Linked DNA regions of Arachis hypogaea: region 1 is linked to region 2. The links are chromatin contacts, called in public Hi-C maps. All regions are on one chromosome and are shown on one strand. Each heading gives the region's core, a stretch centred on a gene start, on an enhancer-like site or on the middle of the called end of the contact. The rest is flanking DNA. Distances are from core to core; before and after follow the strand shown. Region 1 holds the start of LOC112766219 (branched-chain-amino-acid aminotransferase 2, chloroplastic). Region 2 has its middle 17 kb from the start of LOC112767219.

Region 1 (4,970 bases), core at 2,378-4,877, 53 kb before region 2:
TTTGTGTATCCTGTCATTTTTAAAGTAACATGTAAGTTATCTTTTCTAATGTGTCATATTTTAATTGGATGTTTATTTTAACCTGAGTTACTTTAATCTTATGAGAGTTAATAATATCTTGAAAGACGGTGACAACCTAACAGAAGAAAATGAAACACCCAATAAGACGGTGATACTTAGGAAGCACAACGACGATGACAAAAGAGTGGGGAGGACTAAATGCAATTAGAGAGAGTTGGAGTACCTTTTTTAAAAGAATGATTTGGGAAGAGAAAATAAGACATCCAATGAAACGGTGATACTTGGGAGGCGTAATGACGATCAGAAGGAGTAAACGCAATTAGAGAGAGTTGAAGTACCTTTTTTAGAACAATGATTTGGAAAGAGAAAACGAAATCCCAATGAGATCGTGATGTTTGGGAGGCCCAACGATGAAAAATGGAGAAGGTAACTCAGGTTAAAATAAATACCCAATTAAAATATGACACATCAGAGAGGGTAACTTACATATTAGTTTAAAGAAGGTAGAATAACATTCACCACTGGTTAACGTGTTAAATCAGCACGCTGTTAACATAGATGAGTTTAAAAACTAACTACATAGATACATACATACCCAGCGCTTATTAGCCAAAGCAGTTTGTTTCAAAGCGTTGACAAATTGGTCAACGGAAGGGGCTTCCATGCACATTCTTTGTGCGCCACTCTTCATCCGAATGGCATTTTGTTCTGGACGGAACAGAAGCAGCTGCCCGTTCTCTTTTCTGTATGCTTTCGTGCCTTCGAATAACCCCTGCATACAATACAATTACCCCCACATACTTAATTATTGTTACCTTACCCCACTAACCATGCCACCGCTACAACAAATCTAGAAGCATCAAATTATTATTATTATAAAGAGAAAGTCTAGGGGCCAGCAATTTTTGTGTTTTGTAGCCAGCACTTAACCATTAAAATAAAAGTGAGTGATCTCTCACCATTAGATGTAATCTCACACCATTAAAAACACTATTGATAGTCAATTGATGATTACAAAACACCAAACTTACTGGCCCATAGCATTCCTCTATAATATACCTGGCCATAATTTAAGACAGCAGCTGATGGGCTAAGGTGAATGTTGCCATAAGGATTGAGTTGTCCATGTCCAAAATGCTGCCCCGCACCACATTTGTTTACATACATGTAATCAGTTGGCATTAGTCCAAATCCAAGGTTATCCCAGTCCACATCAGCATACTCATCATTTTCCCTTCATCAATCAAAATCCACACCCACCACCACGACTTCATTATTGTTTCCTTATATTATGTAGCACTATAACCATTATATCTATGTATTCTATTCATTCACCTGTAAGGTGCCGAGTCCGGAACTTCAAGAGAAGACGTCTGAGATGCATACCCATTGTAAGCTCCGATCTGATACATACAGTGTAATTTTGTAGTTACATATGAAAAATGATTATGTTAAGAAGGATAAATGCTTCAATACACGCACATACGTTGCATGCTGTGTTCCACAGGTTCTTATTTGGGGTTTACTCTTATACAGAGTAGAGATGTGTAGAAAATACGAAAAGAGTGACCCAACATGACACGTGGTGAGTCTCGTGACATAATGTATTGAAAAGTTTTCAAATGTACTAACACCGTATTTTAATAATTTTAATCTCTGATTTTAATTAATATATATTATATATATTTTTTATAATTGAGATCAATGGTTAAAATTATTAGAATACCATTGTATTTAATACATTTGAAATTTTTTTAAATATATTTATATACATTAAAAGTTTAATTCCTCTTTCTGGCCACAATAATGAAGTTTTTTTTTTTCTAAAGTTAGCAAACATAGGAGACTGACATTTAAGGTATAATATAACTAGCCACAAAAGTAAAGTTTTGCACTTTACTAGATACTAATAAGATACCATTCATACAAAGATATTTTATGAAAAATAATAATTAAAATATGAATAAGTGTTATATATATTATACTAAATTCAACTAAGTTAGTCCAATAAATTATTGATACAATAAAAATTATCTAAAGAAAAAAGAGGAGATATATAAAAAAAAAAATAAAAAGATTTTATTGAGTTTGATTAAAAAATAATTTGTTCACCTATTATTTTTCTCTTAGTTAAATAATCATCAATAATTTTTTATTAATATTTTCACATTATATTTTTTCAGTAATAGAAAACATGTCACTTTTTCAACTTTGTAGAAATAATGAGATTATGAGAAGAAAATAGTCCAACATCTTTATTAGTATTTAGTTTCATATTAAAGTACACATCTTAATCTTGTAAATTATGGTTTAGGAAGTAATTAGTTAGTCAGTTGAATTAGGTTCTATCATAAATACGTTTAGTCAAATTTTCAACGTTATCTATTTATTTGACAAAGACATTATATAAGGGCTATTTAAAAAAAAAAAAAGAAGAAAAATTCAATTATTGCACAATAGAATTTTTAAATAGAAATAAGATATATCATCTATAATAGACTAATAGTGTGACAATTATTAGTTGCATTATTTATATATTTTAAAAATTATTTTAATAATATAACAAAAATATATTTAAAAAATATATATTTAAATAACTTATCTTATCTGATAAATAGATCACAATATAAAGAACTTTCATAAAAAATAATAATAATATTTTAAATATAAAATAATTATATGTGAGTCTCTACCTACATAAAAAATACATTATCGTAGAAACTGACACCATCACGATGAGTCACGAAACGGAGTGAGGAACCGAGGAAAGAAGAAGCAAAGATAAGCTTGCATGTCGAATAACGGAAAAGCAAACAATAGAGAGAGAAAGAGATTGATGAATTGTTATCAATGAACTATAATAAAGGTGAAAATTGAATGTAGTCAATTTTATGTAAAATTAATTAATTTAATTAAATTTTTAATTAATAATTTTTTATTATTAACTTTATATAAAATTAGTTTTCATCCTACAATATAATATTAATATTTTTTTTTACTAAAGATAGGAGATTAGAATTCGCAACCTCTTAATTGAGTATGAGGAGACTATGTTATTTGAGCTATTACTCGTTGGCAATATAACATTAACACTACACATGCAGCAGCATCACAATTGAATGACAAATAGATCACAAACGAAAAAACAGCGGGAAAAAAGAATAAAGAAACTAATAGAAGCTAAGAATGATAGAAAGAAAACCTTGGAGGAAGAATTAGAATAAGGAGAAATAACGGGTGGAATAAGCAGCGATTTCCTGATGAAACTGGGGAAGCATAGAGCTCTTCGAATCATGGTGGTAGGTAGTTCAGATTAATAGGGTAGGAAGGGTAATTAGCAGAAGGAGGAAGCCCAGGATCTGAAGTAAAAAAAGATAAGCTCTGATCAATGCCTTTGCATATGGCAATTCAAACACGGAACCATGCGTTCCAGTATTTATACAACGCGACCAAACTTTGGTGGTAGATTTTTGTTCGCTTTTTTGGAAGAATGCATATGGAAAGTGTGTGTAATTTAATTTAAATATTTAATATATATATATATTGGAGAAATTATGGGAAAATGGATAGGAAGGAGTTGGCAGTAGTAGTACATCCAAAATGCCCCCATGACCAATATGTCTATGATATATCCACGTCAGTCCATATCCGCTTTGTTCGTAGTTACCTGGTGAATGCGAATTGGCGTGATCATTTTTGTTATTATTAGAAGCTTTAGAGGACAGTTTTAAATTTAATTTTATTGGTTATAGATTTAAAACCTTTGAAAAAATTTCAAGTGCATCGAAAATATCGATATTTCAGTTATTTTAACCGTTGATTTTAATTAATATATATTATATATATATTTTTATAAAACAACTGAAACACCAGTACTCTCGGTGCACTTGAAATATTTTCAAAACTTTTTTGGTGTAAATTTAATTTGTACTTCAACTTCAAATTCAAATTCTTATTATGTAAATTCTTTAAATACTTATATTTGACATTATCTTGTAACTAATAACACACGTCAAAATTTTCATCTTCTCTATTTTTCTATATAATATAATCGAGCCTCTAGTCTAATAAGCAATACTTAATCCTTTTTTCTATAACCAATTAACCATTACAACTGGCTTATCTTCTTTTTTTTGCACTTATCATGGATTTCAATCCTTCCTCATCACTATCCATCAAATTTTGGTCTACTTTTATTTATATATATATATAACACGTGTTTAAGAAGACGTTTTTTGTAATTCCAAAAAAGAAAAAGGGTCAGTTTGGTCAAAGTCAAGCATATGATATTATTAGAAAAAAATTATACCAATTTTAACGGCATCTCCAATATTTTATTTTAGTAATATTTTATTTTGAGTCTTATAAGATATTACATAAATATTTATAAAATTATATATTATATTTATAAAATTATATATTATAAAAAATAATTTGATACTGAGGATAAAAATTACTACTTTAATATTTGGTTTTATTTTAATTTATTAATAATATTATAATATTTATTTAATGAGTTTAATAGATATACAAATAATTATATTATATTAATTATTTTTAAATGATACAATATCTCATGATATCAGTATTATTTTAAAGATTATATTCAATAAAAATTTTAATTTTAATTTTAATTTAGTATAATTACTATAAAAATAAAAAATAATACTCAAAAAATATTTCATTGGAATTATTCTAAAGATTAATAAGACTAACCGTTTGTCTTAAATGCGATTGCATTAATTTAGGGCACAAGAAATATAGTGTTTTTTAAGTTACTTGGAGTACAAATAACTATAAGGAGTTCACTAAATTTAAATTACATTTTTTTTTGTGACTATTTAAACTGCATTTAATTAAGTTTGTTGGATTTAATTCATATTTAAAAATTATTTAAGGTGCAGCTGCAAGCAATCAAATAGAGAGCTATATTGTGCAACATATCAAAA
Region 2 (5,274 bases), core at 2,084-4,583:
ATTTATGTAAAGACTTAAAATTTATGTATTTTAATTTTTTTTATGAATAAAAATATATTAAGTTATTAAAAATTTTTGTTTTTTTTATAAATATATTTTTGTGAGTGAATAATATTAGGGCCAATTAAGCATTGGATTTATACTTACAAAAGGGAAACACGTGATCAATATTGAGACTATTATTTTGAATATATGAGATATTAGGAGAAATTAAATATCTGGATGATGGCTTGAGAGTTAGTTACATATTTGATAGTTAGATGATGGCTCTGAAAATCGTTACATTGGGGTACTTTCTCCTTGCGGGAATGGTAGGGAAACAAACTATAAGTATGTACTTTCTTTCTATAAATGATTATAATCATAATTACGTTTCCTTTCTATAACATCGTCTCACATGAGGAAATGTCATGATAAGAGAGAAGAAGATTGAAAAAAGAAGTTGGAGTAGGATATGTTTATTATTAGTTAGGAAAGAATTTTAAGTGTACCAAAAATATCGGTGTTCTAGTTGTTTTAACCGTTAATTTTAATTAATATAGATCAACAGTTAAAATAACTAGAATACCGGTGTTCTGGTACACTTGAAACTCTTCCTCTTAGTTATAATATAAGAAGGAACCACGTGATATAAAAATGATTAATTTGACAAGAATAGAAGTGTGATATTATGAAAAATATATGACGAATGATGGAAATAAATTAAATTTGAATATGAAATGAATCATGTTATATGTTTTAACAATTTTGTAATCAAACTATTTTTGTGCTTCCCTCCAATCCTTGCAGTAGGGTGCCTAATATCTTTTCATCCTCGTTTCTCACCTCTTTTTTGCAGTGGCGGCCTTTATTGCGTTGCCATTTCTTGTGAAATTTATAAGAAAATGGAGAAAAATAAATAATTTTTCCATCTAAAATAATTCAACTCAGAAACATTTCCAACAAAAAGTATGAAAAATATTCTGATCCAAACACGTCTTATCTAAAAGAAGTATATGATATGCTTTTTTATTCATTATAAATAAATAATTTTTATCGATAACACATATTTAATTCCAAAAATAGATTATGACTAATAAGAATTTTTTAGTAAATATTTAAATTGATAGTATTTAAAAAGATTAAATTAAATATTTTGATTCTCAAAATTTTTTTATTTAAAAAAATTCTAAAATTTATTAGCATTAGTAGTCATACAAATTAATTATTCTATCGTCGCTTTTAATAAAATTTTTAGTATGTATGTTTTTTTTTTTAAATTAGGAGTGAGACTCGAATTCGCGATCTCTAGATGAGTATGAGAAAATTATGCCACTTGAATTATAACAAGTTGGTTAGTATATATGTTAAATAAGTAAATTTTTAATAAATTTACATATAAGATTATTCCATCTCAAAATTTTTAAAATAATATATTTTTAAAAAATTAAAATATTCAATTTCAATTTTTTAATGATCAATTTTTATATTTTTTATTTAACTATAAAAGAATTAATTTTATTATAGTACAGTGACAAATGAGATAATCTAATCTGATCCCGATTGAGTTCTAAGGAAGATAGGTTCTGTTTGGTTAGTGTCTTTAAAACACATAGACACCGACGCAAAAATATGTTTGACAGATGAGACATGGATACATATATTATGTCTAGAAATATTGAATTAATATATTTTATATTTTTCTACACAGAAATACTGACGAAAGACATGACTTATTTTTTTATTAATTTTTTATAATTATTTTTTATTATATATTTTTTTAAATTTTTTGTACGAAAAAAATTAAAATAAATTAGACTTTCATAATTTGTTCTTTCTTATACTTAGATTATCATCAAACAAGATACAAAAACACTAATTTTTGACTTTTTGTGTTTCTGTCTTTTCTATATTATTCTTAATGTCATATCTTTTTCTGATCTCGTAACTAAACACAACCAAATATACTAAAAGACATAGACACAAATTTTTGAATCTATTTGACAACAATGTATAAAACACAACAATCTAATTTAAATGTCCATTTTATCTTTATTAATTTTTTATCATTATCACACCAACATTAATGCCACCGCCATGAGAACTTTCTACTACTATTACTATCGGCACCACCAATTTTTAACTTTATTGTAAAATACTATTATTAACTTTTCTTCATTCATCATCTCAGTAATTTAGTTTTTTTTTTTTAATATTGAAACGGGTTGAAATAAATGAAAAAAAAATAAAGGTGAGATGCACAAATCTGAACAACTCAACCTTTTTTCTAAGTTTGTCTAGTCTTTTTTGTCTTTCTTAATGAAACTAATTCAAGTAACGAGACACGAATAAATCCGAACAACATTATAGTAAAAATGAATATATATAGGGAGTGGATCTTTTTCAGTGAGAAAAAGAACTGGATGGTGTCCAGTATTTAATCCTATCATTTATTATTTTTTCTCTCCTATTTAATTTTGGTCCTACTTATAGAATTAAAGGTGAAAAATTACATTTTATTCTCTCAAATATAAAAAAAAATGGAGAAAATCCATTTTCATATATATATATATGACTAAAGATGATTACTAATGACAGTAATAAATGCAACAATACAAAAAGAAGAAAAAAAAAAGAAAAAAAAATAATAAAAAAGATACTAAAAAAATATAAAATTTTATATTTTATATATTATATTTCAATATCTCAATTCAAAAAGAAAATACTAAAAATATATTTTATGTATATTTGTGTATCATTATATTCATAGAAAATTTATGTCTAAATAAACAGTCCATAAACATATACCATGCTGTCCATGTATTTTGTGTACATAAAAGACCAACCAAACGCACGCAAGTGACGGTGGAAATGCACTTACACTCACATCAATGAATGAAGAAAGACATATGGAACACTCTTGATAGTGACATTTCCGGTTGTTAGCTTTTTCCTTTCTTTCACAACAACTACAAAAACTAACAAATTAATGCACTTCCAGCTTCTTCTAAATGCACCCACTTGTCTAAAATTGTTTGGTGCCACCAAATTACTATTAACGAATCCTCCGTTAAACTCATAAAATAAAACCGGTATAATTTTCTTTTTTCTTTTCTTTCTTGTATATATACACAGACATATGGTCTGACAAAATGGACATAATTTAGCATCACTTTTTGCTCCTATTCACTTGACGATCCACATACCTACCATCAACTTCCAAACGAAACTGACACAGACACACGTGAACGGCTGAGACCAAATTTAAATGTGCTATTCAACGGCATCGCAGGCCTGTAAACTACGTAGTTGTTGGGTTGTGAATGGTATATGCCACATCGCTGCTCTACTGTTCCCACTCCATTTTAGTTGATTACGGAAACCATCCAACTATACATATATAAACTAGAACCAATAAACCATGTCTACATCTCTAACCATAAAGAAACACTATTTAGGAATGTGATATATAGATGTACACGAGATTGAATTTAAGCAAAATTTCGATTCCATTTATAGTGAAACGATTGAATTATTTTATATATATATTATCTTTAAATTTAATTTAATCCAATCAGATCAAATTCATAAATAAATGTAATACTAATATCTAATATCTAATATATATCTAATAAGAAAAGTTTAGAGGGTCAGCAATTTTGTTAAATTTTAGCCAGCATGTAATCAGCAAAAAAAAGTGAGCCATTGGATAAAATTTCACACCAATCTCACACCATTAAAACCATCATTGATGGCTATTTGATGGCTACAAATCACAAAAATTGCTAGCCCCTAGCATTCCTCTATCTAATATACTTGAGGATGGAATCTTATCCGATAGTCTAATAAATCAGATATTATTAAAAAAAAATCGAATCGAATATGAATCATATTGTGAAATTTGGTAAATTAGATATTTTTTTACACACTCCTATATATTATAGAACGGTAATTATATGTATTAAAAATACTAATATTCCAATACTTTTAGTCACTAATATTTATTATAAAATATATACATAAATGATATTATTTTCAATAAGAATCAATACCATTATTAACATTTAACGAGAATACTATGTTATGAGCTAATAGGTATATTACGAGAAAAAAAAACGTCAAAACCTCTTTAAGTTGCCACATTATAGCATTAAAAAATGAATATTCAAGACAGTAAATGCCTAATAACATCGAATCCAACTAAAAAAATAGTATGAAGGAAAAAAAAAACTTAGCAGGTAGGCATCTGTCCACTTTAACACCTAAGAGCACTACTAACTAAAGCATCGAAATATCTTTACAGATAGTTTTTCCGACTTGAAAACAACGCTGTGCCCATTAAGATCTCCGAAACTCATAAACTCATAACTTCGGCTCAGGTACGAACAGATATCAATGACTAAAATTACTGAAACATATCAAATCAAACAAATTACTCCCCATTGTTAGTGGTTCTGCTGTGGAATATATGAAAGACACGAAACTCATGGGTCTTTCAGAAAGTCACAATCACTAGCAGAAGTTGTAGCCTCTTCGATGCGGCTGTTGTCTGAACTTCTATAGCTCCCAAGCTCCTCTCTGTCCCAGTGTATGGAATATTGATACTTGTAATTCTCTTTTATTAACGAAAGCTTACTTATTTTGGAGGAAAAAAAATGACTGAAACACCAATATTTTTCGAGCACCTAAAAATGTTACGCGAAAAAAAATAAAATTCTCGTATTACAAAACAATTCAATGAGAGATTCATAATCTTTAGTTTTCACCATGGTCCGCAGATTTACACATCAATCTCTAACAACTTTCTTTTTCCTTTTGTATTTTGGACTTTATTCTCTTAACAACTTTTCATTCAAATTAAAACTGGGCTGGACATAACCTAATTTCAAATTAAAATAGAGTAGTAATGTCTCAAAATAGTTTATTAAAAAATTTAATCATACATTTTGGTTTCTAAAAATTTTTAATTATCAAATTAGTTTTAAATTTTTTATTTTGTTAGACAACTTAATTTTTATCTATACAAAAGAGATTCATTTGAAAATTTTAAAAATAGTAAAGACTTATGTTTTTGTTCAAATATTGATGGGAGCTGATTTAACTAAACTTTTTAGTCTCTAACAAACGAATTTCAGCGAAGCCAATGAGTAATAGCTCAAATGGCATAATCTCCCCATACTCAATTAAGAGGTTGCAGGTTCGAGTCTCCTATCTTTGGTAAAAAAAAAAAAAAAACGAATTTCAGCGAAAGTAATTTATCTATAGTAAGAAACAAAATTATCTGTTGAAAAGCAA

The links. Hi-C and Micro-C count contacts between places; a contact is called where the count stands out from the background.
Region 1: a contact with region 2 is called in a Hi-C map of an unstated tissue, with 3 times the contacts expected there. The contact joins the promoter of LOC112766219 here to the enhancer-like site in region 2. A contact is called at or near these places in 3 of 8 Hi-C or Micro-C datasets (leaf and an unstated tissue).

What each region holds. Positions count from the first base shown.
Region 1 is chr17:133,172,847-133,177,816 of arahy.Tifrunner.gnm2.J5K5, reverse strand. LOC112766219 (branched-chain-amino-acid aminotransferase 2, chloroplastic) reads right to left here and starts at 3,627. Exons shown (of 9, transcript XM_025812112.3): 1 at 3,224-3,627; 2 at 1,357-1,424; 3 at 1,081-1,255; 4 at 617-793. The coding sequence starts at 3,316.
Region 2 is chr17:133,119,035-133,124,308 of arahy.Tifrunner.gnm2.J5K5, reverse strand. No RefSeq gene overlaps it. Among protein-coding and RNA genes, the nearest start is that of LOC112767219, 17 kb to the right of the region's middle. Within about 2 kb of position 3,333, at least 2 of the 3 cell types and tissues checked have open chromatin away from gene starts, as enhancers often do.